Regions from separate parts of the Sus scrofa genome. Here region 2 is linked to region 1. Evidence: chromatin contacts called from public Hi-C data. All regions are on one chromosome and are shown on one strand. Each heading gives the region's core, a stretch centred on a gene start, on an enhancer-like site or on the middle of the called end of the contact. The rest is flanking DNA. Distances are from core to core; before and after follow the strand shown.

Region 1 (5,808 bases), core at 2,789-5,288:
CAGATCTGCTCCCTAGCCCAAGAACTCCATATGCCACCTGCAGCCGGGAAAAAAAATCTAATATGATAAATACAGTGATAACTGATTTTATCAAGCACTTACCATGTTCCTGGCTCTGCTCAAAGCGTTTTAAAATACATTAATTCATTCCACCTTCATCACCAACACCCCTTTTTTGGGGGGAGTGGGAGGCAAGCCCAAGGCATGCAGAAGTTCCTGGGCCAGAGATAGAACCTCTGCCACAGCACTGCTGCTGTAGTGACAATGCCAGATCCTTAACCCGCTAAGCGCCAGGAAACTCCACAACCCCTTTTTACAGACATGGAAACGGAAACTCGCCCATTTTACAGACGTGCAAACTGAAACTGGGGGCAGTTAGGTAGTTTTCTTAAAGTGATACAGCATGTCACAGTGGTAGAGCAGGTACTTAAACTCTGTTATCTCTGATTCTTAACTACTCCAACTCCTTGTAAAGTGCATAAAAGCATGGGTGCTTTTTCACTCTGGGTGGCACCAGTGGGAGGGGGCAATAGAGGCAGTTTTGAAAACCACTGTTCTAGAGTACCCATCCTTCTCTCCTCCATTTCCAGACGGGGTAACCGGGGCCAAGAAGTAATAATGGGAGTAGGTCACACAGTGTTGAGGGCTGGGGGCTGGAGCCAAACCCCTCAGACTCTCTTAGGAGTCAAAGGGAAGGAAACTGACATTTCCTTTGAACCTAATGAGCAGGTGAGGTTTTCACTCAGATGATCTCCTTTTCACTTTACAACCACCTAAGGGTAGCTGTTTGGATTAGTTTTTTTTTTTTTTTTTTTTTTTTTGTCTTTTGTCTTTTTAGGGCTGCTCCCACGGCATATGGAGGTTCCCAGGCTAGGGGTCGAATCGGAGCTGCAGTTGCTGGCCTACACCACAGCCACAGCAACGCCAGATCCGAGCCGCGTCTGTGACCTACACCACAGCTCACAGCAATGCTGGATCCTCAAGCCACTGAGCGAGACCAGGGATTAAACCCACCTCATGGTTCCTGGTCGGATTTGTTTCTGCTGAGCCACGACGGGGACTCCTGGATTAGCATTTTTGCAGAGGAAGAAAATTTTGTTTAGAAATTCTAGGAGTTGCCATTGTGGCTCAATGGAAACAAATCTGACTAGCATCCATGAGGACGCAGGTTCGATCCTTGGCCTCACTCAGTGGGATCTGGCGTTGCCATGACCTGCTGTGTAGGTTGCAGACGCAGCTCGGATCCTATGTTGCTATGGCTGTGGCTGTGGCATAGGCCAGCGGCTACAGCTCAGTTTCGACCCCTAACCTGGGAACCTCCATATGCCACAGCCCTAAAAAGACCAAAACAAAAACAAAAACAAAAAAGAAAGATTTCAGTTAAGCCATTTGCTAAAAGCAAGTTTCAAACCCAGGTCCCTTGACATGCAAACACAGATTGTTTCCATTGGACCACACTGCCGCTGCCTCCAGTGCACTGAACTCCATCCCCCTGCTGCTGTGTCAATTCCTCCTTCTTGACATGAACAGAGATGAGTCCACCACCATCTTCCCTGCTGTTGCTCCTCCAGACTGGCTTCAGAACCTTAGAGGCAGATCTGTACCCACAAGCCTCCACTCTGGGGCCCCAGGCCCACTGAATTCTGTCCTGACCTCCCTCCCACACAAAAGTAGAATCAAACACCAGCATCAAAGGAATCATCTCACTGAGACATCTGAGAACTGGTTCCAAGCTGGGCTAGCAGTCTGGGGGCCCCAGGACGGGGTGCTTTAGACCTTACCAATTAAATGGAGGTCCGAAGCAGCAGCAGCAGCACCTTGGGCAATGAAATAAAAATACAGGGACTGGAACTCCCGTTGGGGCTCAATGGTAATGAACCAGATTAGTAACCATGAGGACTGGGTTTGATCCCTGGCCCCAGTGGGTTAAGAGGCCCACTCAGTGGGTTAAGGATCCGGTGTTGCGCTGAGCTGTGGTGGAGATCGAGGACACAGCTTGGATCCTGCATTGCGGTGGCTGTGGTGTAGGCCGGCAGCTGCAGCTCCGGTTCAACCCCTAGCCTGGGAACCTACATATGCTATGGGTGTGGCCCTAAAAAGACAAAAAAAAAAAAAAAAAAAAAAAACCCAAAAACAAAAAAACAACAACAAAAAAATGCAGGGACCCCCAAACCTACTAAATTAGAATCTGCTTTTAAAGAGTATCCCCAGGTGATTCATTTGCACATTAAAGGCTACAAAGCACTAAGTTAGACCTGAATCCCAGGGGAAGCAGGCTTATGCCTGCCCCGTGTAACTGACCCTCTGTGGCTCTTGGCTTGGTTGTTAGGGGCAGCTGTGAGGTTGATGATGTTATTGTAAGGAGAACTTGGATATTAAATTGCAACCAAGGCCTGGGAGATTACTGCAACAAAGGGAACCCTGGTTGTTTTATTGCAACCAGCATCTGCATGGTGACCTGAGTGACAGGCCCAAGAGATTTGTTGCAAAGAAAAAAAAAAATTTAAGAAGCCCTTACTGCCATCTCCATGCAACAAAGTGGAGAAATGGATAGGACTCTTTGGTTTTCACTAATTTGGGATGTGCTAAATTGGAAAATAGTTTAAAAACATGTTTGTTGCACTGAAACAGCATATTTATAATACTAGCCTGGACACTAAAAGGAAACCAGTGGTGACACTGGATTTACTGAAACATCTCTAAGACCTTGTGACAAGATTCTCTCCTAACAATAAGAACAAAGAAAAGTACTAGCCTGACAGAATCTGGACTATTACACTGACTGCATTTCAAACTGGAATGCATGGTAGAGTAAACACCAACTGGGATCTAGCTGCTCTGTTGCAACAAGTTTGGATTTGCTATTGAAATAACTCGACAAGTCTGGGGCTAAGGGCATGCATGAGGACCGTGCAGAGTGCCCTGCTGTGCCAGCAGCCTGGGGCCTGGAGGGCCTGGGTATAGGACCAGAGGGATTCCTATCACAAGGCAGAATTATGCTGAGAGACCACATTATTATAAAGGCAAAACATGTGAAATGCATTGTCATGACCATAAGGACAACAGATAGGAAGGCTGTAGGGAGCAATTTCAGGCCTCGGCTAATGATAAGCAGCCATTCCATGCCCGTGATGTTGGCAGGGAGCAGTGTGATCCTGCCTCACAGTTGAGGAAATTGAGGCTCAGGGAGAAGTTCAGAGGGTAGTGTAAGTTCTTATGATTGGTGAATAGCTGGGCAGAATGTGTACCTGGGCCTTTTGGCCTCATCCTGCACTTCTGCAGGGAGATTCTGCATATGCTTTGAAGCAGGATCAGGAAACTCATGGGGAAAGAAAAAAAGCTTGTTTTCTCTCTTTGAACCTAGAATATTTTGTTGCAAAATTTTAAGGATCTAAACATGGTATAAGGTAAGATCTAAATAACTATCTCATTTCTAAGAGATCATAGGTGTCTGGAATTTCAGCAAATCCAAAACCAACACAGTGACAGCAAATCAAAGATGTAATTACAGCAAAGTCTTGTCTGGCTTAAGAGACCTGAGTTCAACTTTTGGCTCTATCAATTCTTAACATATAACCTAGGCTAAAATGTGGTCTCTGGAATCTGGCAACATTACATTTGTCCTCTAAGGCCCAACTCAAAGTCATCACCTTTGTGAAGCCTTCCCAGATTCTTCCCCGGACTCTTACCCTCCAAGAGAGGTAGTGATGTTTTACCAATGGTTTGGGATTTACACTGTCTCTTCCCAAAAGAAAAGAGTTCATATTTGGGCCCGTGGCTAGTGGTAAAACCCAGATCTCTTCTGCCAGGAAATAGCACAGAAAGCCGAGACCTATCTAATGCACATGGATCGCGGTCACTTTGTGCCACAACCCCTCGGACACCTCCTGGCTACCAAATTCCACAAAGGCCGTAGTGTCGGAGCAATCCCCGACGTTTCGGTGACCCCACAAATTGTAAGCACGTCGAGGTCCAGGGCAAACCTCTGTGCGCTCAGGGGCGCGGTGCCCAGCTCTCGCCGCTGCGCCCAGCACTCTGCCAAGCACCGCAAGTGCCGAGCAAACATTCGTGGACAGGGATGGAGCCGTGGGCAGGGAGACACTACGCCTAGATGTCGACACTCCACTGCGCTGAAGCCGCTGTTGGGAGCGCCCCGTGGGGCCGGGGGAGGGGCGCCAGGCCGCTCCGTCCAGCCGGGCGCCAGCTCCTCCCGGGCTGGCGGGCACCCACCGACAGCGGGCACACAAAGCCTGCTCGGCTTGCTCGGCGATCGGCTCCTTACGCCTGTGTCGCCACGCGCCGCCAGGCGGCTCCAGGTTGGGCGTCGGGTTGGGGCAGGCACGGGGCGTCAAGAAGCTGCACGCATCAAACCGCCGCGGGAGGGAGCGCGGAGGGGGGAGGAGGAGGAGTGGGAAAGGGAGGAGGGAGGAGGAGGAGGAGTGGGGACCGGGCGGGGGGTGGAGGAAGAGGCCTCGCGCAGAAGAGGGAGCAATTGAATTTCAAACACAAACAACTGCACGAGCGTGCACCCACCGCGCCGGAGCTTTGCCCCTGATCCGCGCCCGCCCCGTCCGTGCGGCGCGCGGGCGGAGACGCCGTGGCCGCGCCGGAGCTCGGGCCGGGGGCCACCATCGAGGCGGGGGCCGCGCGAGGGCCGGAGCGGAGCGGCGCCGCCACCGCCGCACGCGCAAACTTGGGCTCGCGCTTCCCGGCCCGGCGCGGAGCCCGGGGCGCCCGGAGCCCCGCCATGTCGCGATCCAACCGGCAGAAGGAGTATAAATGCGGGGACCTGGTGTTCGCCAAGATGAAGGGCTACCCACACTGGCCGGCCCGGGTGAGCAGCGCGGCCCGCCGCCTCCTAGCCACCTCCAGGCTCGGGTTGCATAACACCCGGGAGGGCACGAGCGCTCCGCGCAGAGCAGGGGGGGTCGGGTGGGGGCGGGGGATGTCCGAGTCCCTGACTCTTTCCCGAGCACCTCCGAGCCCACCCGCCGGTTATATAATGGCTGGGGGTGGGGGGTTGGCGGCGGCTGGGAACACCTGGGCAGACGGCGTCCGCGCGTAGTGGCGTGTGCGCGGCGTGGGGATCCGAGGGCGCCGGTCACTTCCCGGCCCCCGGCTCCGCGTGCTTAGTTCCGCCCCCAGCCCCCATACTCCCAGCGGTTTCGGGCGCGCAGCCTGGGTTGGGGCCAGTCGTGTTACTCCTTCCCTCCCCCGCCGCCCCGGCGCCACAGCCATCCCCTTCAGGGACCCCCTTAAAGACCCCCAGTTTAAACCTTCACTGATGGTTGCCCCTAGCTCAAACTCTCCTCTTCTAGATTAAATGGTTAAGAAGGATCTCTGCTCAGAAAGGGATAGATGGAGGCGGAGTTCGCTTCTAGAAAACTTTGGTTTGGGGGATCGTAAGAGATCTGAAGTTGGGAGGGTCGAGGAATGGTTGGGGGGCGACAGAAGAAATCTGTCCGTCTTAGAAATTACCCGCTGTTATCCTTCGCTCCTCAGCCCCGCAAAAAAAATGCCTCCATATGCTGCCAACTCAAATGTGGGGCTGAGAGTGGCAGAGCCCTTGTGGGATTGGGAAGTCCAGTCCAGACTGCCTCTTAGTGGAGGTGGGGGGAACCGAGTTGCCTCTCCTCCCCATGTTGGAGCCTCTCCCGCCAGAACGGCCCAGCCTGCCATGTGGTTGATTCAGCCCGCCAGTATGAAGCCCCCCCCACCCCAGCACCTGGCCAGGTGGGAGGGTGGGGCCCAAAAGCTCAACCTGGCACGTTCATCATGTTTCCCCCTAAGAACTGAGACAGGTGAAGT
Region 2 (5,529 bases), core at 1,266-3,765, 780 kb after region 1:
CTGATGCTGGTGCTGTTTTTCGTGTGATCTTCAACGTTTTTGGGTGACCATTGACCCTGTGACCTCAAAATGGTGTCCAACTAACCAATTACAATTAACATCTTTTTTTTAAATTAACGAATTTGTGGTATTATCTTTTTTTTTTTTTTTTCCTTCTTGGTGGGGGTTGGGGTTGGGGTTGTCTTTCTCTATTCTAGATTATCCAGTCAAGAAGATGAAAACTACGGAGAAGGGATTTGGTTTGGTGGCTTATGCTGCAGATTCTTCTGACGAAGAGGAGGAACATGGCGGTCATAAAAATGCAAGTAGTTTTCCACAGGGCTGGAGTTTGGGATATCAGTACCCTTCATCACAACCACGAGCTAAACAACAGATGCCATTCTGGATGGCCCCATAGGCAACAGTGGAAGAGTTTTGAGCCTTGGTGACTCTTTAGCAATAATGCATGCATTCGATTTAACAAGACTCTGGGGCCTGTCCTAGGAACCATCTTGGACCTTTGAAGAAGTCAGAGATGAGTGTCTCCTTTCTTAAAGGGGTTCCATTCTTTTTAAAACATCCTTAAATCTGCAGCGGCATAGCATCTGTTAAAATTTACTTAGAATCACAGATTTGTCTCAGAAGCTTTTTAACAGTTGGTGAAATGTGCTCGTTCAACAGGGTCATTCCGATATACACTTGACCTGGTCCAGCCTTTTCCAAATGAATAGCCCTTATTCTGACGTAAACCAAGTTTTATTTGTATTTTACTACTGTTTGGTCAATTTTGATAATAACTGGTTCCAAACAAAGCCTTACTATTTATTAGTGGGGAAATGATTTTAAGACCATCCTTTCTTTTCAGTACTTAGATCTAAGAACCCCTGCGTCCCTGTTTCATTTTTGGATTCTTTGTTTTGGAAAACGTGGTTTTACTAATTTAAAACTGTTGAATATAGCTGGATCCTGGGGAATTGAAGGTTTTCTTTATTTCTTTGGGATGATCCAAAGCTGGCACCTTCAGGCACTCTCGTCTCAGAGAGCCATTGCTGTTTTTATTGCCCGTCTAAGCTCCTTGTCTTCAAGTGGGTCAGAGAAAACTGCTTGATCAAAAGCTGGTCAGAACTCATCACAGAAATGAAACCCAGTGGTCTGTCTCTCTCAGAACTGGTTGCAGCGAAAATAGAGAGATTTGACTGCTCGCAATAGAATGGTGGACTTAGTGACTGAGATTGCGACTTGTCCTTTTTCTTGGCATTACAGGTTTTGCCAAAAGAACTTTTTTTGTATCAAATATTGATGTGTGAAAGTGAAGGAGCTAGTCTGCTGAACCAGGAGTAGTTTGAGATATTGAACTATCATTTTTGCACATTTGAATACTTTGCAGGCTGGCTTTGTATAAATGTATCCTCTGGTTTCCTATATGTTGTAAATATTTAGAACATAATTTCATTATAAATAAATGTATAAATATTCTGCTTGTGGTTTCTCTGTTCTTTCTTCCACAACGTATCCATGCACTAAAATTCATAAACTTTTTTGCTCACAGCATACTATAACCCCCATCAGAAAAATACATACCTGGACCCAAGAGTTTGCATTTAGTTCCAAGTTGTTGTTTTTTGTTTTTTTAATTTTTTTCTTTTAGTTCCAAGTGTTTTATGACTTTTCAAAGTAAACCCTGCAAAGTCCAAGTGAAATGTAAAGGATTGTTATGGTGGATGTTTTTCCTTTTCATTTTCTTGCCCTCCTTTATTGAATGTGGTTAAAAGGACTGAGTGAAAGTATTCTTTTTCTTTTTTTGGCTTTTTAGGGCTGCACCCATTGCATATGGAAGTTTCCAGGCTAGGGGGTGAATCGGAGCTGTAGTTGCCGGCCTACACCACAGCCACAGCAGTGCCGAATCTGAGCCACAGTTCGCGGCAACTCTGGATCCTTAACCCACTGAGCAAAGTCAAGGATCGAACCTGTGTCCTTATGGGTGCTAGTTGGGTTCATTCCCACTGAGCCACCACGGGAACTCCAGGAAATATAAGTATTCTTGGAAAAACATGCTTAGAAAGGAAGAAGGATGGGCAGAAGTTGCAACAGAAAATTTTGCCCATATAAAGTTCCTTCTAGTACTTCTATGTGTTACCCACCTAAATACAGGTGAACAGAATTGATAGTGTCTTAATTTATTGCTGTAAAGTCAAAGCCAGGTGCTTTTTTTTGTTACTAAGCAATAACACCTTGGTCCTGTTTGGGGGGGGGGTTGGCAGGTGCCCATTTCCTCATTACATTTGGCCAAATTTGTTTTTCTCATAAATGGTCCTGGGCAAGTTGTTATTGTAGAAGTCTCCAGTGTGCCCCTTATCACATCCTCCTTGCTTGACTTTGGTGTAAATAGTTTTGTGGCAGAGGGGGGCGCTGAGTGTGGCACTCCCCCAGGGCCTTCAGCGATGAGCGGGGTTTGAGGACCTGGCAGGAGATGGTCCTCCCCGGAGGAGGCGGGGCCAGTCCCCTGCGTCACGAGGGCGGCCCCGCCCCTCCTGCTGAGACGCGGGCGCTGCTGGCGCCATCTTCCCCAGCTGCGGGAGGGGTCACAGGTCAGTGCCAGATCCTCGCCGCGAATGAGGAGGACCGAGGACGAAGTGGGTGATCAGACCCGGCAGTGGCCTTAACCTTCCGACGGGTACGAGCAGCGGAGGGGTTGGCTTGTGAGGCGGAAGGGTGGGGGGCTTGATGGCGGCGCGAGGTGCTGCCGGGGGAGGAGAGCAGCCTCCGAGGGGAATGGAGAGGGGGCTGAACCTCCGGGTACCGCGGGCTTGAGAGGAAACCCTGAGGCCTAAGTCCCAAACTGCACTTTCTCACTGGGCTCCCTCCTGCTGTGCCGGCGTCCCAGTCTGCAAAGAAATGCCAAATTTCTTTGTCTCTTTTTATTCTTTTTTGAAAAAAAGTAGTAATTCAGAAAATCTATGATATGTCATGGGTCTGAGCTGCCCTGGAGGGAAGGTGAGGCTACGTGTTGCCTGAGGGTCGCCAGAAAGGGAGCAGGGGTAGGGCACTGGCTCTAGGACTGTCGTCACGGGGTCTCCATCCTGGATTAAATATTTTCTTTCTTTCCAGGTGCCTTTTCCTCCGGGCAGCCCAGGATTCTCCAAGAGGACAATGGATTCTGGAACTCGCCCAGTTGGTAGCTGTAACAGCCCTGCAGGGCTGTCACGGGAATACAAACTAGTGATGCTAGGTGCTGGCGGTGTAGGGAAAAGCGGTAGGTGACATTTTCCATTTTAAAGAAGTAAGAATGAAAAATGCTCACAACAGATGCCCTCCCCGAAAACCAAGTAGGAGACTGTCCTGCAATATTGATACTTGCAGTTCTTTCTGTTGGTCATCTTTGTATTTATTTTAACTTTCGCTTCTTGTTTTAAAGCCATGACCATGCAGTTCATCAGCCACCGATTTCCAGAAGATCATGACCCCACCATTGGTAAGTCAGACTGTCACTTAGGTTTTTCCACTAAACCCCATAAAAAGGCCTTGGTGTCAGTTTTTGAAACAGTTTTAGACCATTTATATTTTGAGCCTTTTGGGTGTCTGGTTTAGATTTACTTAACAAGAATAACATGGCAGTTGATAAGCAAATGACTTTTTTTTCTTAGCTTAACTTTATATGTACATAAGCCATCTTAGTCTGTTTTTTATTAAATATTACTGGGACACTTTGTTTTATTTTTATGGTTGCTCTACTGTATCGTCAGATTAAAGGAAAAGTTTAAAGGCCACTTAACAGAAGGCTTTTGCTATCATTTCTTTAAGGGTCTGATTTGAGACTAACTCTGTAACTATGAGTCAGCTGGTCTGAACTTCCACAAAAGGAAGCAGAAAAACAAGTAGAGCCAGCCTGCTGAACTCTTACAACCCAGACATGCAGAGCCTGGACTTGTTCCACTAGAAGCCCTTCATTTACTTCCTTATACCTCAAGTTCATTACACAGCAAGGTCTTTCTTCACGTCTTCTATAATCTTAATGCTCTATTGTTAGTAAACCACTGTTAGTAAGTAAAAACTAATTTTCTTGTGCCCTTTTTTTTTTTCTTTTTTTAGCTGCTATTCGCCATAGACCTTAGGAATGTTACTGTCATTCCTGGACCATAAGGAAGCAGATTTGATTTTAAGGGGTTATTTCCCAGTGAAGAAGAAAAATGGTGATGGGGGTAGAGGAGGGCACAGAAGTTCTGCCATATCACTTGTATTTTCAGGATGTGACACTTTTGTTGTGATCCTGAGTCTCTAGGAAGGATTTCCCATTGGGTCAGGACTCTACTGCTCTTTTTCATAAAGCCAATAATTTTTCTGTGCCAACCTACCTTTGGTTGTTACCATTTTATATAGTAGATGCTTCTGTGGCTTGGGGAAAAATAGAAACAGTTCTTATTTTTCATGTACTATGTTAAATTTAGAACATTGTTCAGGAATTCACACTACAGTGGGAATTTTAGGAATAAAATTAATTTAGGGCTTAAGATAATTTACTTAGAACTCCAGAATATCTTTTCCTTTCTTTAAAGTAAAACTCATATACTTGTCCCCTAAAAGACTTTTTTTTTTTTGGTCTCTTTAGGGCTACACCCTTGGCATATGGAAGTTCCCAGGCTAGGGGTTGAATTCGAGCTGCAGCTGCTGGCCTGTGTCACGGCAACGCCAGATCTGAGCCTCATCTGTGACCTGCACCACAGCTCAGGGCAACGCCAGATCCTTAACCCATTGAGCAAGGCCAGGGATTGAACCTGCATCCTCATGGATACTAGTTGGATTCTTACCCTGCTGAGCCACAGCAGGAACCCCTCTTACTTTTTTTTGCTCGGTTGATTCCTCCCCCATCAGCTATTCTGATGATATTATCTGATTTAACAGCAAATACTTCTTATCTCTTGAGCACTGTATTAGGCCATGGGAGTACAGTAGTGAGCAAAAACATGTGGTGCTGCTCTCATTGAGTTTATAGTTTAGTGCATTTTGTTTCAAACTTTAGCTGCTAACTCTAAGAAGAAAAATTTGTTATAACCAGTACGCATGTATGTGTGTATATAATTGTACAGATATTTGCATATATGTGTACATTTTAATATACAAGAATGTAAAGTATTATGAAACTATATTTACCTCACTTCATGTGGTATGCACTTGTATTTCCTCTTTCAGTTTAGATTTCTGCTTATTTATTTTAATGCTGGTCCTAACGCATTAAATTCATCCATAACGCACTAATACTAGTGGATCATATATGACCTGTAGTTTGAAAATCATTGACTTATTAGGCTCTTCATCTTTGAAGAAGAGTTAGAAGCAAGGGTTCAAGAAGAAATGTTTAGGAGTTCCTGCCGTGGCACAGTGGGTTAAGGATCTGGCATTGCCATAGCTGTGGCATAGGTCGCAGATGCAGCTCAGATTCAGTCCCTGGCCCAGGAACTTCTGTAAGCTGCAGATGTGGCTGAAAAAGGGGAGAAGGGAAAAACTAACAAACGTTTAAAGGATGCATATCAGGATGTAAGCAGCAATTGTTTG

The links. A called contact is a pair of places that touch in the nucleus more often than the background predicts.
Region 2: a contact with region 1 is called in a Hi-C map of liver, with 4 times the contacts expected there. The contact joins the promoter of RIT1 here to the promoter of HDGF in region 1. A contact is called at or near these places in 1 of 5 promoter capture datasets (liver) and 1 of 47 Hi-C or Micro-C datasets (liver).

What each region holds. Positions count from the first base shown.
Region 1 is chr4:93,337,043-93,342,850 of Sscrofa11.1, forward strand. It overlaps HDGF (hepatoma-derived growth factor), which reads left to right and starts at 4,039. Exons shown (of 6, transcript XM_013996955.2): 1 at 4,039-4,316.
Region 2 is chr4:94,115,206-94,120,734 of Sscrofa11.1, forward strand. It overlaps RIT1 (Ras like without CAAX 1), which reads left to right and starts at 2,516. Exons shown (of 6, transcript NM_001077230.2): 1 at 2,516-2,653; 2 at 3,088-3,232; 3 at 3,395-3,451. The coding sequence starts at 3,130. KIAA0907 (UPF0469 protein KIAA0907 homolog) reads left to right here. Exons shown (of 15, transcript XM_001928648.6): 15 at 198-1,457. The coding sequence ends at 397.